2 separate regions of the Anolis sagrei genome follow, and region 1 is linked to region 2. The links are chromatin contacts, called in public Hi-C maps. All regions are on one chromosome and are shown on one strand. Each heading gives the region's core, a stretch centred on a gene start, on an enhancer-like site or on the middle of the called end of the contact. The rest is flanking DNA. Distances are from core to core; before and after follow the strand shown.

Evidence for each region. Hi-C and Micro-C count contacts between places; a contact is called where the count stands out from the background.
Region 1: a contact with region 2 is called in a Hi-C map of mixed tissue, with 3 times the contacts expected there. The contact joins the promoter of DTWD2 here to the promoter of HSD17B4 in region 2. A contact is called at or near these places in 2 of 2 Hi-C or Micro-C datasets (both in mixed tissue).

The regions. Positions count from the first base shown.
Region 1 is chr2:241,729,903-241,736,615 of rAnoSag1.mat, forward strand. It overlaps DTWD2 (DTW domain containing 2), which reads left to right and starts at 5,210. Exons shown (of 6, transcript XM_060761940.2): 1 at 5,210-5,512. The coding sequence starts at 5,331. DMXL1 (Dmx like 1) reads right to left here and starts at 113. Exons shown (of 44, transcript XM_060761943.2): 1 at 1-113.
Region 2 is chr2:241,561,094-241,567,890 of rAnoSag1.mat, forward strand. It overlaps HSD17B4 (hydroxysteroid 17-beta dehydrogenase 4), which reads right to left and starts at 3,859. Exons shown (of 24, transcript XM_060761948.2): 1 at 3,735-3,859. The coding sequence starts at 3,792.

The DNA of each region.
Region 1 (6,713 bases), core at 3,960-6,459, 170 kb after region 2:
TGCCAAACCGGTAAAAGCTCGAACCATCGCGAGATCAAAACACATGACGTATTTTCTCGTTCGCTGGATAATTTCCCCTCTCCCCCCATTTCTACATACTACGCATGCGCCGGAGTTCACATTGGGGAGGGATAAAGAAGGAGAGATGACTGGGGAAGAAGGAAAGGGAGGGAGGGAAGCACGAGACTGCGGCTCGCGCATGCTCATTTGTGCTTTCTGTTTTGGCGTTTCTGGGAATGGGAAACTACGGAAAGCCTGTGGCTGAATCTATGCTGTAGAGCAGGCCTGGGCAAACTTCGGCCCTCCAGGAGTTTTGGACTTCAACTCCCACAATTCCTAACAGCCGGTAGGCTGTTAGGAATTGTGGGAGTTGAAGTCCAAAACTCCTGGAGGGCCGAAGTTTGCCCAGGCCTGCTGTAGTTTTATTTATTTATTTATATTTATATTAGAGTTAAGGCAGTTGAATGTGTTAAGTCTTGTTAGGGTTGTTGAGCCAGTATGTTCTGTTAGTCACCGTTTTAGGAGTCCCATTATGGTGACTCAGATGTTAACCCTATTTCTGGGCATATTTGACCTGCTGATTCTAAAAAATGGCACCTGTTTTCCCCTATCTGCTCAAGTTTTTATATATATAGAATTAGAATAATAGGAGTTGGAAGAGACCACATGGGTCATCTAGTCCACCCCCTGACATGCAGGAAGATCACAAAATATTCCTGACAGATGGCCATCCAACTTGTTTAAAAGCAACGTCCCTGCAGATGGCTCATTCTCTCACACCAGAAGCGACTTGCAGTTTCTCAAGTCACTCCCAACATGAAAAAAAAAGCTTCCACCACACTCCGAGGCAGAGAGTTCTGCTGAATAGTTCTTACAATTAGAACATACGCCATATACCATTCACTCGCCTGCAGAAAATTATGATAACCATATCTAAGAAGATGTGGTCTATCCAATGCAGTTTACCAAATCAGCGCCCCAAATAACCCCAGGAACAGACCTAAAAACTAAGACACTGAGATTTTTTTAATTGGGCTGTGTAATCTGGAAAGCAGAACAGGAACATGAAGCTTGGCCTTCTGCATCTCTCATAAATGCAGCCCTGTAGTAAGTGGTCATCTGGGTTCGGTAGTGATTTTACCCAGGTAATGGATACATGCAAGAGTTGGCAAGCTTCTATCCCCATCAGCGCTGGTGTGGATTGCCCCAGGGACAATGGTAGGTACAGACAATTGAGGGTCTAAATACCCTATATTAGGCCTGGGCAAACTTTGGCCCTCTGGATGTTTTGAGCTTGAACTCCCACAATTTCTAACAGCCTCAGCCCCTTTCCTTTCCTCTTCTGCTGGAAGGCTGTTAGGAATTGTGGGCCGAAGTTTGTCCATACCTGGTCTAGTCATACTTTCTATCTATATTGTATATACACTTGTGATCGGATACATTTTTATTTTCCGTTTTACATGCACACGCTATACAAATGATCCATAGCAGCCATACTAATATTGACCATCATCTTCCAAGACTTGGAAGGCGCTGAACAGACTGCATTCTGGCACCATGAGATGCAGAGCCAATCTTAAGAAGTGGGGCTACAAAGTGGAATCCACGACATGCGAGTGCGGAGAAGAGCAAACCACTGACCACCTGCTGTAATGCAACCTGAGCACTGCCACATGCACAATGGAGGACCTTCTTGCGGCAACACCAGAGGCACTCCAAGTGGCCAGATACTGGTCAAAGGACATTTAATCAACTACCAAGTTTGCGAAATTTGTGGTTTTTTATCTGTTTGCTTGTTTTGTTCTGTTAGAAATGTAATACAATGGTGTGGTTGCTGATGACACGATAAATAATAAATCTTCCAAGAAGGGCTCGGTGTCTAGTTTGCTAATGCCTGCCCTAAAGGCACTACATTCTTTTGCATCTTGGAAGCTATGCATTGTCAGGAATAGATAATATTTTCTTGGGTGACCACCAATGAATTCTATAGGAAGGAGATAGCAAACAAACCAGTTTATTGATCATAATCTGATTATGAGCCAGCATTGTGAATTCTATTTTAACCTGCATTAATAGAAGCATAGTATCTAACTAGAGGGAAGGCATAGTCCCATTATTTTCTGTGCTGGTTAGGCCTCATTTGGAATAACTTCAGTTCTTGGTGCCTCAGAGATATAACTGGACCTGCCTTAGATATGGGCAAGAAGGATGCTAAAAAGTGTGAAGAACAAAATGTATATGAAGATAAGTTGAAAGAGCTGGGCTTGTTTGGTTTGGTGAGGAAAAGACTGACAGGACTGCACTCTTTAAGTACCAAAGGGGCTGCCACAAAAAGCACTGTGGAAGGCCTCTTCCCTGTTGTCCCAGAGGGTAGGACCAAGTATAATAGAAGTTAAAATAAATAACAGGAGGATAGATATTGATCGAACATTAGAAATTCAATCATGAAGTTTAGGCCGTAAGAGCAGTTCATCAGAGGAAGCAATCGCATGGAGAAGTGGGATCTCCTTCTCTGGATGTCTCCAAAAAGAGGCTGAGCAGCTGCCTGCTAGGGGTTGAGTAGGAGGTTGGATGGGCCATAAATCCCCTTGATGGGCCATAAATCCCCTTCAAACTCTTTGACAGATTTAAACTATCTGAGGATCCTGCATTGAGCAGTGAGTTGGATTCAATGGTCAATGAGGCCAAATTCCAACTGGTTCTGTAGGGTTCTTACGTTTTTCAAATAATCTTAAACACCCATAGTTTAAATTTGAATTGAAATGTATTCAAAATTTCTAAGTTAATAAAGATGGTTTGCCTTTATGAATTCGTGGTATTACCAGTGTTATTGATAGGTTGATTTTTTTTTTTTTGCTCTGGCTTAAGCATCAACATTTCTTCAATTTACATTGGACACATTATTATTTGGATCATTCCAAATTTTGCACAGCATGTTAAGTATGGTATATTTTTTAATTAAGAAGCATAGCACTGGCCACTAACTTGGACAGATTTAAGATCGGATTACAACATTTGTGGAGGATGAGGTTCTAAATGGCTATTAGTTATCATAGCTATATAGTACTTGCAATATGCACCTGTGTGTCAGTTACTGTGAATCACAAGTAAGAGTGCAATACTATAGAGCATGGAGTTAACTGCTTGATCACAGCATGGTGGACTAAATAGGTCTTTTGTCTGCTCTGGAGAGGCTGTGCTTAAGTGCCCCACTGAGTTCACAGAGGCTCCTTCCTTTGATCATGTGCAGAACATTGCAGCCTTAGTTTAATCATGTTTACTTGGAGGTTAGTTCAATTGATCTCAATTGAATTTCCTTCTTCATAAATGTTGTTGACACCACACTCATAGTCATCACTGACTTTTAGCTTGACTGACGCGTGATCAGAAAAAGGAAGGCGTGCTTTTTCTGTTCCGTGATCCGTGGGTATTTCCATTTTTGTTGTCCTAAATAAGTAAAATAAAACAAAAATGGAGCTGCATAGCTACCAGGGATTTGTGTGTTTGTGAAATGTTCCCCTTTCTGATTATGATAAACACTTGCTGCCCAGAAACTTGCTGTTTATGGTAACAAACCGTATGCTTTAGTGAAAATGGAAAAGAGAAGTCTTAGGGCTTTTCCATGGTATCAGTGAAATTTCCATTGAACAATTGCTTCCTAAATTCTTTTAGGAAATGTGCAGAAAAGAGAAGTGCTCCATTAAAAAGTAGCATATGCTAGCAAAATAAGGTAACAGTCCAACAGCAGACCCATTTCTGTGGTCATGGAATGCAGACTTTAGGAGGAGGAGTGGCTTCAGTCCTGAAAAGCCACATTCCACGGCCCCACTTTGTTGTATGTCTCAATTATGGATCTTGGTTTCTGTTTTGGTCCCACACCAACACACTGGTGATTTTATTCCACTTCACCTTTCACTGTATTTGTATTGAAAACATAGCCATACCTCCTTGGCCATGTTGACACTTTATACTTCAGCACAGAAAGGACTTGGGCACAAAGCCAGAGTATGCCTTCAGGGTTAAAGGAAATGTTTATATGCTAATATTAGTTGCAACAAGGAAACTCTTACACTGAGGCTGCATCTACACTGGAGAATGAATTCAGTTCGACACCACTTTCACTGCAATGGTTTAATGCTCTGGAATCATGACAGCTGTAGTTTGATGAGGCACCAGCTTGCTTTCACAGAAAAGGCAAAACTACAACACACTAAGCAACAAAACCCAGGATTCCACAGCATTGAGTTAGCACAATGAAAGTGGCATCAAACTGCATTACTGCAATGGTAGAGCAGGCATGGGCGAACTCCGGCTCTCCAGGTATTTTGGACTACAACTCCGCTGTTAGGAATTGTGGGAGTTGTAGTCCCAAACACCTGGCGAGCCGGAGTTTGCCCATGCCTGCCATTGAGTAACCATAATTCAAAGTCAATTTGACGGCCACGAATAACACCAGGAAGCATATTTTTAAAATATATTTTGCTGTTCTAATTCATACATTGTTTTTTAAATCATACATTACTATTTTATTCTAGTTATATATTGTTTGAATTTTTCCAGCTAACTGCCCTGAATACCATTATCAGGAGAAAGGTTGGATAAAAATGAATATATTAATAATATTAATAACATTGTTGAAGGCTTTTGTGGTCGGAATCTCTGGGTTGCTGTAAGTTTTTCGGGCTTTATGGCCATGCTCCAGAAGCATTCTCTCCTGACATTTCTCCTGCATCTATGGCAGGCATCCTTAGAGGTTGTGAGGTCTCACAACCTCTGAGGATGCCTGCCATAGATGCAGGAGAAACGTCAGGAGAGAATGCTTCTGGAACATGGCTCACATGAGGATGCCTGCCATAGATGCAGGAGAAACGTCAGGAGAGAATGCTTCTCGAACATGCCCATACAGGCAGAAAAACTTATAGCAACCCATTAATAACATTGTAAACAATGCAAATTCAAAACTATAAAAAATAATTCCCTACTCTTTTGAAAAACACTTTTCTTAAATAGTGAATATACTGGAAGTATAACAATCAATTCCCAGAATCCCTGAACATTGGCCGGGAAGCTGAGGCTTTTGGGAGTTGAAGTCCAAAAGAGATCAGTTTGGGACTCATGCCATCTTGTGCGCAGACGCAAAACCCTCCGCTTGCCCTTCACCTCGCTTTCTGATTGGCTGATAATCCTAGAAGGGGGCGGGCGGAGGCCCTTTCCATCACATGACCCTGGAAGAGGGCGGGGTGGCTGCCCCGCATGGTGCCCATCCCGACGGGTTCTCCGCAGGGTCCTACTGTCCCTCTTTCCAATAGCCGTCGTATAGGACGGAAGCCATGGAAAAAGAAATGTTGGCAACGGGCGCGGCGGGCCCTAGAGAAGAAGAAGAAGAAGAAGCGGAGGGCCACACAGCTCCCGCTAGTGTCAGCTCTCCCACGGAGGACAGCGAAGGCTGCGAGGGCCTCTGGGAGCTACCCGTGGAGCTCAGCGAGCGGAGACCGGAGTGCAGCCGCTGCGGGTGAGTGGGAAGCCAGGCCGGCTGTGCCTGCAGGTCACGTGATGTTCCCTCCCTAGGCCAGGTGTCGCGCTGCCTCTGCTGGCCAACAGCGGCATTGCAACTCTTTTTCCTGCCATAAGAAAGAAGAGAAAACCCTTGCAAGCAAACCAGCCACCTGCTGTCAAAAAAGGAGAAGTGCATCTTGAGCTGTGGAATGAATGAAGTTTGATAGATACCGCTAACTGTCATGGCTCAGTGCTATGAAATTATAGGAACTGTGGTTTTGCAAGGTGTTTCGGCTTCTTTGCTAAATAGTGCTGGTGCCCCACTACACTCCAATCTCATGATTCCACCTAGTATTGTGACACAACAGTTAAAGTGGTTTCAAACTGCATTCATTTTACAATGGAGATGTGCCCTTCCTCTCTTTCCAGAGTGGTGCTTTGGCTGGAAGGGATTGTTTTGCTTTCATTGATTTTTCTCCCTTTTGTTATTATAGGTGGAACATCCCTTATCCTAAAATGTCCTATATTTTGGATTTTGCAGCATTATATAATTAAGAGCTGGGAGCCATATCTACACATGTAATCCCTTCTGATTCATATACTCTTGTTGTTGTTCATTCGTTCAGTTGTCTCCGACTCTTCGTGACCTCATGGACCAGCTCACGCCAGAGCTCCCTGTCGGCCGTCACCACCCCCAGCTCCTTCAAGGTCAGTCCAGTCACTTCAAGGATGCCATCCATCCATCTTGCCCTTGGTCGGCCCCTCTTCCTTTTACCTTCTACTTTCCCCAGCATAATTGTCTTCTCTAGGCTTTCCTGTCTCCTCATGATGTGGCCAAAGTACTTCAACTTTGTTTCTAGTATCCTTCCCTCCAATGAGCAGTCGGGCTTTATTTCCTGGAGGATGGACTGGTTGGATCTTCTCTCAGTCCAAGGCACTCTCAGAACTTTCCTCCAGCACCACAGTTCAAAAGCATCTATCTTCCTTCGCTCAGCCTTCCCTAAGGTCCAGCTCTCACATCCGTAGGTGACTACAGGGAATACCATGGCTTTGACTATGCGGATCTTCATTGCCAGTGTGATATCTCTACTCTTTACTATTTTATCGAGATTGGACATTGCTCTCCTCCCAAGAAGTAAGCGTCTTCTGATTTCCTGGCCACAGTCTGCATCTGCAGTAATCTTTGCGCCTAGAAATACAAAGTCTGTCACGGCCTC
Region 2 (6,797 bases), core at 2,609-5,108:
AGAAAGGGGGAGGAAAAGGGGGTAGGAATAGGTAGGTACCTCTCTTTCATAATAGTCCAGATATCTACCTCAACTTTGATAAGTTTTACTATAGGCCACAGCCACGCGTGGCAGGGCACAGCTAGTAAGAAACTGTTAGAAAGTATTTACGTAATAGCTTTAAGTTAAATAAAGGTCTCAGTCTCAGAGCAAATTTTCTAGGGCTGAATTAGCATATTTGAACAAAGAATGTTGTTACAGCTGGCCAATTTTCAAAATGCTGTCACACAACTGGTGAGAACAGGACCTCAAAAGAAACACTTGCCAAAATGAGAAAGCAACAAACATGAAGAGAAGGTAGAACAACAAGAAGAGCCATCTTGTAAATAACAACATGGAATGACATCTGAACATCTAATATAGGAAGAGCAGAACAAATTCCAATTAATAAACATACGTATTAAGATGAAATTACTTTTCACTGAATCCAGTTCTATACACTAAAAACATGTGGCAAACTACTCTATTTCCATACTATTTTAATTTTTGAAGTATCAAAATAATTTCTACATAGTTCCCTAAGTATTTTATCATACAGTATTTATATTTAATGCAAATAGGAAAACTGCATTTATGAGTTAGTGGGATATATTTTTCTTGAGCAAATATATTTTTCTTGAGCAAATCTGTTGGCATTTTGTTTCTGTTTCTGCTCAAACTGTATGTTGATCCTTTTATAAATAAGAAGCAAAAATAAATATCCTAAGAAATCTCTTCCCCTAAATCAGAAAAGTCCCCTTCCTCCTAACTACTGTTTTGTGTTTATCAAACAACTTGTTCAAGAATCCTAGTATATACCTATATTTCCACATCATGTCAGCTTTCTATATATAAATGCACCTCCCGTGTATATTGGGGTCGCGGTGGAGCAGGATTTTAAACCGCTGTGTTGCGGAACTTGCTGACTGAAAGGTTAGAGGTTCGAATCAAGGGAGCAGGGTGAGCTCCCATCATTAGCCCTTGCTTCTGCAAGCTAGCAGTTCGAAAACATGCAAATGTGAGTAGACCAATAGGTACTGCTTAGGCAGGAAGGCATCCATGCTCCATGCAGTCATGCCAGCTACATGACCATCCTAGGAGGTGTCTACAGACAACACCAGCTCTTCAGCTTAGAAATGGAGATGAGCACGACCCCCAGAGTCAGACTCGGCTAGACTTAATGTCAAGGGGAAACCTTTACCTTTACCCCCCATGTAAACGAGTTTTGAAAAGGACATTTTATTATTGTGCTGTGCTATTCATATCCCACCTTGATGCAGCTTGAATTGGGTAACAGCCCCAACTTTGAATTTAATCTGATAGGAAATAACTTGTTAATTCTGAAATGTTGACAGTACTGTCTCTCCATTTTGCCCTGTTTACTTCATACTATATTTGTGGTTCAGATACCTGTCTCTCTGTTACCATGTATTAAAACTTAACTGAGAAAGCCTGATAGGAAGGGTGTATCTATTCTCAATGCAATGGGAATCTGGGATTTGTACTTTGGTGAGGCACCAGCCCTACAACTCTAAAGATCCCAATTGAGCCATCAGAGTTAAAGTGGTGTCAAACTGCATTCATTTTACAGTGTAAATGCACCCCAAGAAACTTAACCTAAAATCAATAAATCAGCATTCAGAATGCTTCAAGGCATAACTCATTAAGTTTAACCAGACCAACAAGTCAGTAGCATATATTATATTGCAAAATACAGGCTGGGTTTGCTATCTATGTTTACTATCTTCTTCAGTAGTTGCTTCATTTGGGAGTGAGCAGCCCTAGGGAAACAATCCTCTCAACCACAATATGGGAATCACAGGCAATAACCTAAACCTTTGTCCAGCCAAAGTCAAAAACATATGCTACATACTTAAGAGGGCTCAAAGTTCATCTACTACAGAATGAATGCAGTTTGACACTACTTTAACTGTCACGACTCAATGAGTTGGAACAATGAGAGTTGTACTTTTACATGGCCTTTAGCCTTCTCTGCAAAAAAAGTGCTGGAATGTCACCAAACTACAACTCCTGTGATTCCATAGCATTGTGACATGGCAGTTAAAGTAGTGTCAAAACTGCATTCATTCTAGTGTAGATGCACCCTTAGCCTTCAATGCCTATTTGCCAAGGTATAGTTTTCCTTTTGACAAAACAGTAGAGCAGGGAATCACAAGACTCTGCAGATTGCAACTCTCCATATCCTCCTCTTTGGCTCTGTTTGATAGGAACTGCAGTACAAACCCTATGGTGGTTTTTTTTTCCTTAAATAATGTCCGAAGTGACTTCTGATGTGAGAGAGACGTTGCCCAGGGAACGCCCGGATGTGTTACCATTCTGTGGGAGGCTTCTCTCATGTCCCCACATGGAAGCTGGAGCTGATAGGTGGGACCTCACCCCGTCTCACGGATTCGAACTGCTGACCTTCAGTTCAGCAGTTCAGCTGGCACAAGAGTTTAATCTATGCTGTGAAATAGTATAAAAGGGAAGGATCAGGAGGACCAGAATATCTTTAGCTTAATCAGACTGACAATAATAGCTTCAGAAGATATATGGTCCTCCATATCCACGGATTCTGCATCCACAGTTTGAATATATTTTAATGCAAAAAAATATATACTGATTTTGCATTTTATATAAGAAACACCAGTTTACTATATTATTATATCACTGTATGCAATGGGACTTGGGAATCCACAGATTTTTGGTGTCTATGACAGCTGTGGAACCAAACCCCAGGCCAACTTTATAGCTAATTTGTGAAATTCAGTATTATGGCTTAAAATAATGATGTTATTTAATTTATTATCATTCCACCAAAGGTCTCACGTTATATTTTTATTTTGAAACCCCTTCCAACAACCTTAGCAAGCAGGCCAAGGTCCTTCTTCTGAGACTTAGGGGCTGAGTGAGGATTCGAACACATGTACGCTGAGGTGCATCCACACTGCAGAATTAATGCCATAACTCAATGTGATGGGAGTTGAGGGAGTTGTAGTTTGGTGAGGACCCAGAAGAAGACTGGTCTCATAGCATTGAGCCGTGTCAAAATGCATTAATGATATAGTGCAGATGTATTCTAGGGTTATAGTGTCAGTCTGGAACAAAGGTGGCATACAAACTCAATAATACAACAGTGTCAGGCATGGGCAAACTTCGGCCCTTCAGGTGTTTTGGACTTCAACTCCCTACCGGCTGTTAGGAATTGTGGGAGTTGAAGTCCAAAACACCTGAAGGGCCGAAGTTTGCCAGGCATACAAATACAAATAGTAATATTAATGATTAATAATTATTATTATTACTATTAATAACTAATAATAATAATAATACACTCTAACCCAATGGTTCTCAACCTGTGGGTCCCCAGGTGTTTTGGACTACAACTCCCAGAAATCCCAGCCAGTTTACCAGCTGTTAGGATTTCTGGGAGTTGAAGGCCAAAACATCTGGGGACCCACAGGTTGAGAACCACTGCTGTAACCATTACAAGTGCACAGACTGGAAAAACGCCAAGATCCCACTAGGAACACTGGATTTGTGAGGATTTCATGGGAAGGGATGGCCCCAATAGGACACGAGACCATTCTCCCCCCAAAAGCAGTGCATTCACACGTTACTCTCAACGAAGAGAGCAATAAGGCAAAAAGGCTCCTCTCCCCGACCCACTTCTGGGGATCCAGCAGCCTCGGGGACCTTCAGGGTCTCATCCTGCTTACCTCCTCCCGCCCCGGTGACCAGGACCACTCTCCCGTCAAACCTCAGCGGAGACGACATCCTGCTGCCTCCTCAAGTCGCCAAGATTGACAGAGAACTGGGAAGAAGTTGGGCAAAGGGTAGGAAGGACTGCGCACGCGCAGGTTGCCTCTCTCCCTCGCTCGCAGCATTCTGGGAAGGGTAGTTTCCTCGCGAGGGCTCTCTCTATGCGCCAGGCCAGTCGACTCAGTGGTGTGGTGAGCGCGCGATGGCTTGCACAAGACTACAACCCCCATTTTTATTTCTTGTGTCAGGGCAGCCAGTCAATTATATTACATTTCTAACAGAACAAAGCAAACAAACAAAGAAAATACAAAATGTGTGAGTTTGGTAGTTGATTAAATGTCCTTTGACCAGTATCTGGCCACTTGGAGTGCTTCTGGTGTTGCTGCAAGAAGGTCCTCCATTGTGCATGTGGCAGGGCTCAGGTTGCATTGCAGCAGGTGGTCAGTGGTTTGCTCTTCTCTGCACTCGCATGTCGAGGATTCCACCCTGTAGCCCCATTTCTGAAGGTTGGCTCTGCATCTCATGGTGCCAGAGCGCAGTCTGTTCAGTGCCTTCCAAGTCGCCCAGTCCTCTGTGTGCCCAGGGGAGAGTCTCTCATTTGGTATCAGCCATTGGTTGAGGTGCTGGGTTTGAGCCTGCCACTTTTGGACTCTCGCTTGCTGAGGTGTTCCAGCTAGTACGATCTCGATATCAGTGTCTTTGTAGATCATAGAAAACTATGTCTGGATTTAAGTCGTTGACATGCTGGCTGATACCCAAACAGGGGGTGAGCTGGAGATGTCTCTGCCTTGGTCCTTTCACTATTGGCTGCCACGTCCCGGCGAATGACAGGTGGTGCGATACTGGCCACAATGCGGCATGTCTCATTAAGAGCCACATCCACTGTTTTAGTGTGGTGAGATGTGTTCCACACTGGGCATGCATACTCAGCAGCAGAGTAGCACAGCGCAAGAGGAAATGTCTTCACTGTATCTGGTTGTGATCCCCAGGTTGTGCCAGTCAGATTTCGTATGATATTGTTTCTAACACTTTTTGCTTGATGTTCAGGCAATGCTTCTTGTAGGTAAAAGCATGGTCCATGAATATCAACCCCCATGATCTCATCCTATCAAACCATGGATATTAAAGCAGTGTCCAAGACCCATCTAGGCTGTCAGTTTCCAACAGTGGGGCATTCATTCTAGGTGCAGCCTTCAAAAAGCAGTTGTGCCTCTATAGCATTTGTAGCAATCTTACTTACTTAGGTGATTCCTCGTAGGACTGTCTTCCAAGACTGGTGTCCTGGCTGTGGGTCCGTAGGTGACTGTGGAGCCCTATTCTTGATCTGCATCTTCTCCCGCAGTGAGGGCATCGGTTTCCAGGTGGAAGGCGGTCTCAGTCGGGGTTGGCTTGACGCGCCTTCCTCTTGGCACGTTTCTCTCTTTCGCCCTCCAGTCATGCCTCTGCAAATTCTGCAGCACTGCTAGTCACAGCTGACCTCCAGCTGGAGCGCTCGAGGGCCAGGGCTTCCCAGTTCTCAGTGTCTATGCCAGAGTTTTTAAGGTTGGCTTTGAGCACATCTTTAAATCTCTTTTCCTGTCCTCCAACATTCCGTTTTCCGTTCTTGAATTCGGAATAGTGCAACTGTTTTGGGAGACGGTGGTCAGGCATCCAGACAACATGGCCAATCCAGCGGAATTGATGGTGGAGGACTTTGCTTCTTCCAGCACGCTGACATTTGTCTGCTTGTCTTCCCAAGAGATTTGCGGGTGGCCACGGCCGACAGGGAGCTCTGGCATGGGCTGGTCCATGAGGTCATGAAGAGTCGGAAGCGAATGAACTGTACAAAAACAATTGTTCTTTAGGAAAAAACACCACTTTAGAAAAAAAAAATCAAGAGTTTCTTTCTCCAATCTGTAGAATGATAGGCATTAAAGGCTGATTGATTTCACAGTTTTGAAAGTGGTTTTTTTAATTCAAAATTTTTCCGTAACAAATGCTTTTCAAAAGTAACCAAAAACACCGCATTTTACCGTTATACATTCCAGCAGCAACAGAATTATAATGCCAAAAATATTCCTTGCTTCCTTCCGTCTCTCTTTGGCACCTTGGTCCAGAAAAAAAGAGGACTGAGACTGAGCTTGAATGATTATGGTGTTTCTCCACTGAATCTCATAAATATGCAGTAACTTCAAAGCTACATACAGTAAGTTATGACCGTACTACGGTAAGTTATGATCGTACTACGATACTTTTTCACTTTTCTAGAAAGATGGGAGTTAATTATAAGTTCTCATTGTGAGTAATGAGCTTTCCTCAAGACAGGCAATGAGTTGTAACATTACTTGTACAAAACCTGTTTTTCAATAACTAGGAACTGATTCAATAACAGAACATGGATCCTTTGCTTACACTTCAGTTTTTCAAGTTTGTGGAAATACCGAATCCATAGAGCAGTGTCTTTCTAATGGAAGCAATGGCCTAGGAAAGAGACTCGTGTGAGACTTTTTGCAACAAAAATGACTGAAATCCTGTGGCATCTCAAAGGTTAACAGGTTTTACTTTGTCCAAGCTTTTGTGGAGCTGACTTTAATGAAGGAGTTTAAGTCCATGAAAACGTATACCAGATAAAATTTGTTTGTCTTTAAAGCAGTGGTTCGCAACTTGTAGGCCCCCAGGTATTTTGGTCTACAACTCCCAGAAATCCCAGCCAGTTTACCAGCTGTTGGGATTTCTGGAAGTTGAAGGCCAAAACATCTGGGAACCCACAGGTTGAGAACCACTGCTAGGGTATCTGCTATGGTATGAGGCTTTACAGTTGTAGGCAAGGTTGTAAAAGGGAATCGTTCCCTGGCCTTTGGAAGAGGGTCATCTGTTGCCTTTTGTAACACAGATCTGCTGGTGAAGTTTGGAGGGAATTGACCTTGAATTTTGGGATTTATAGTCACTCTCATCCAAAGAGTGCTGTGAACCCAACTGACAATGAATCTGGACCAACCTAGGTATATATACACAACATGGTCAACTTTGAATACTTGCAG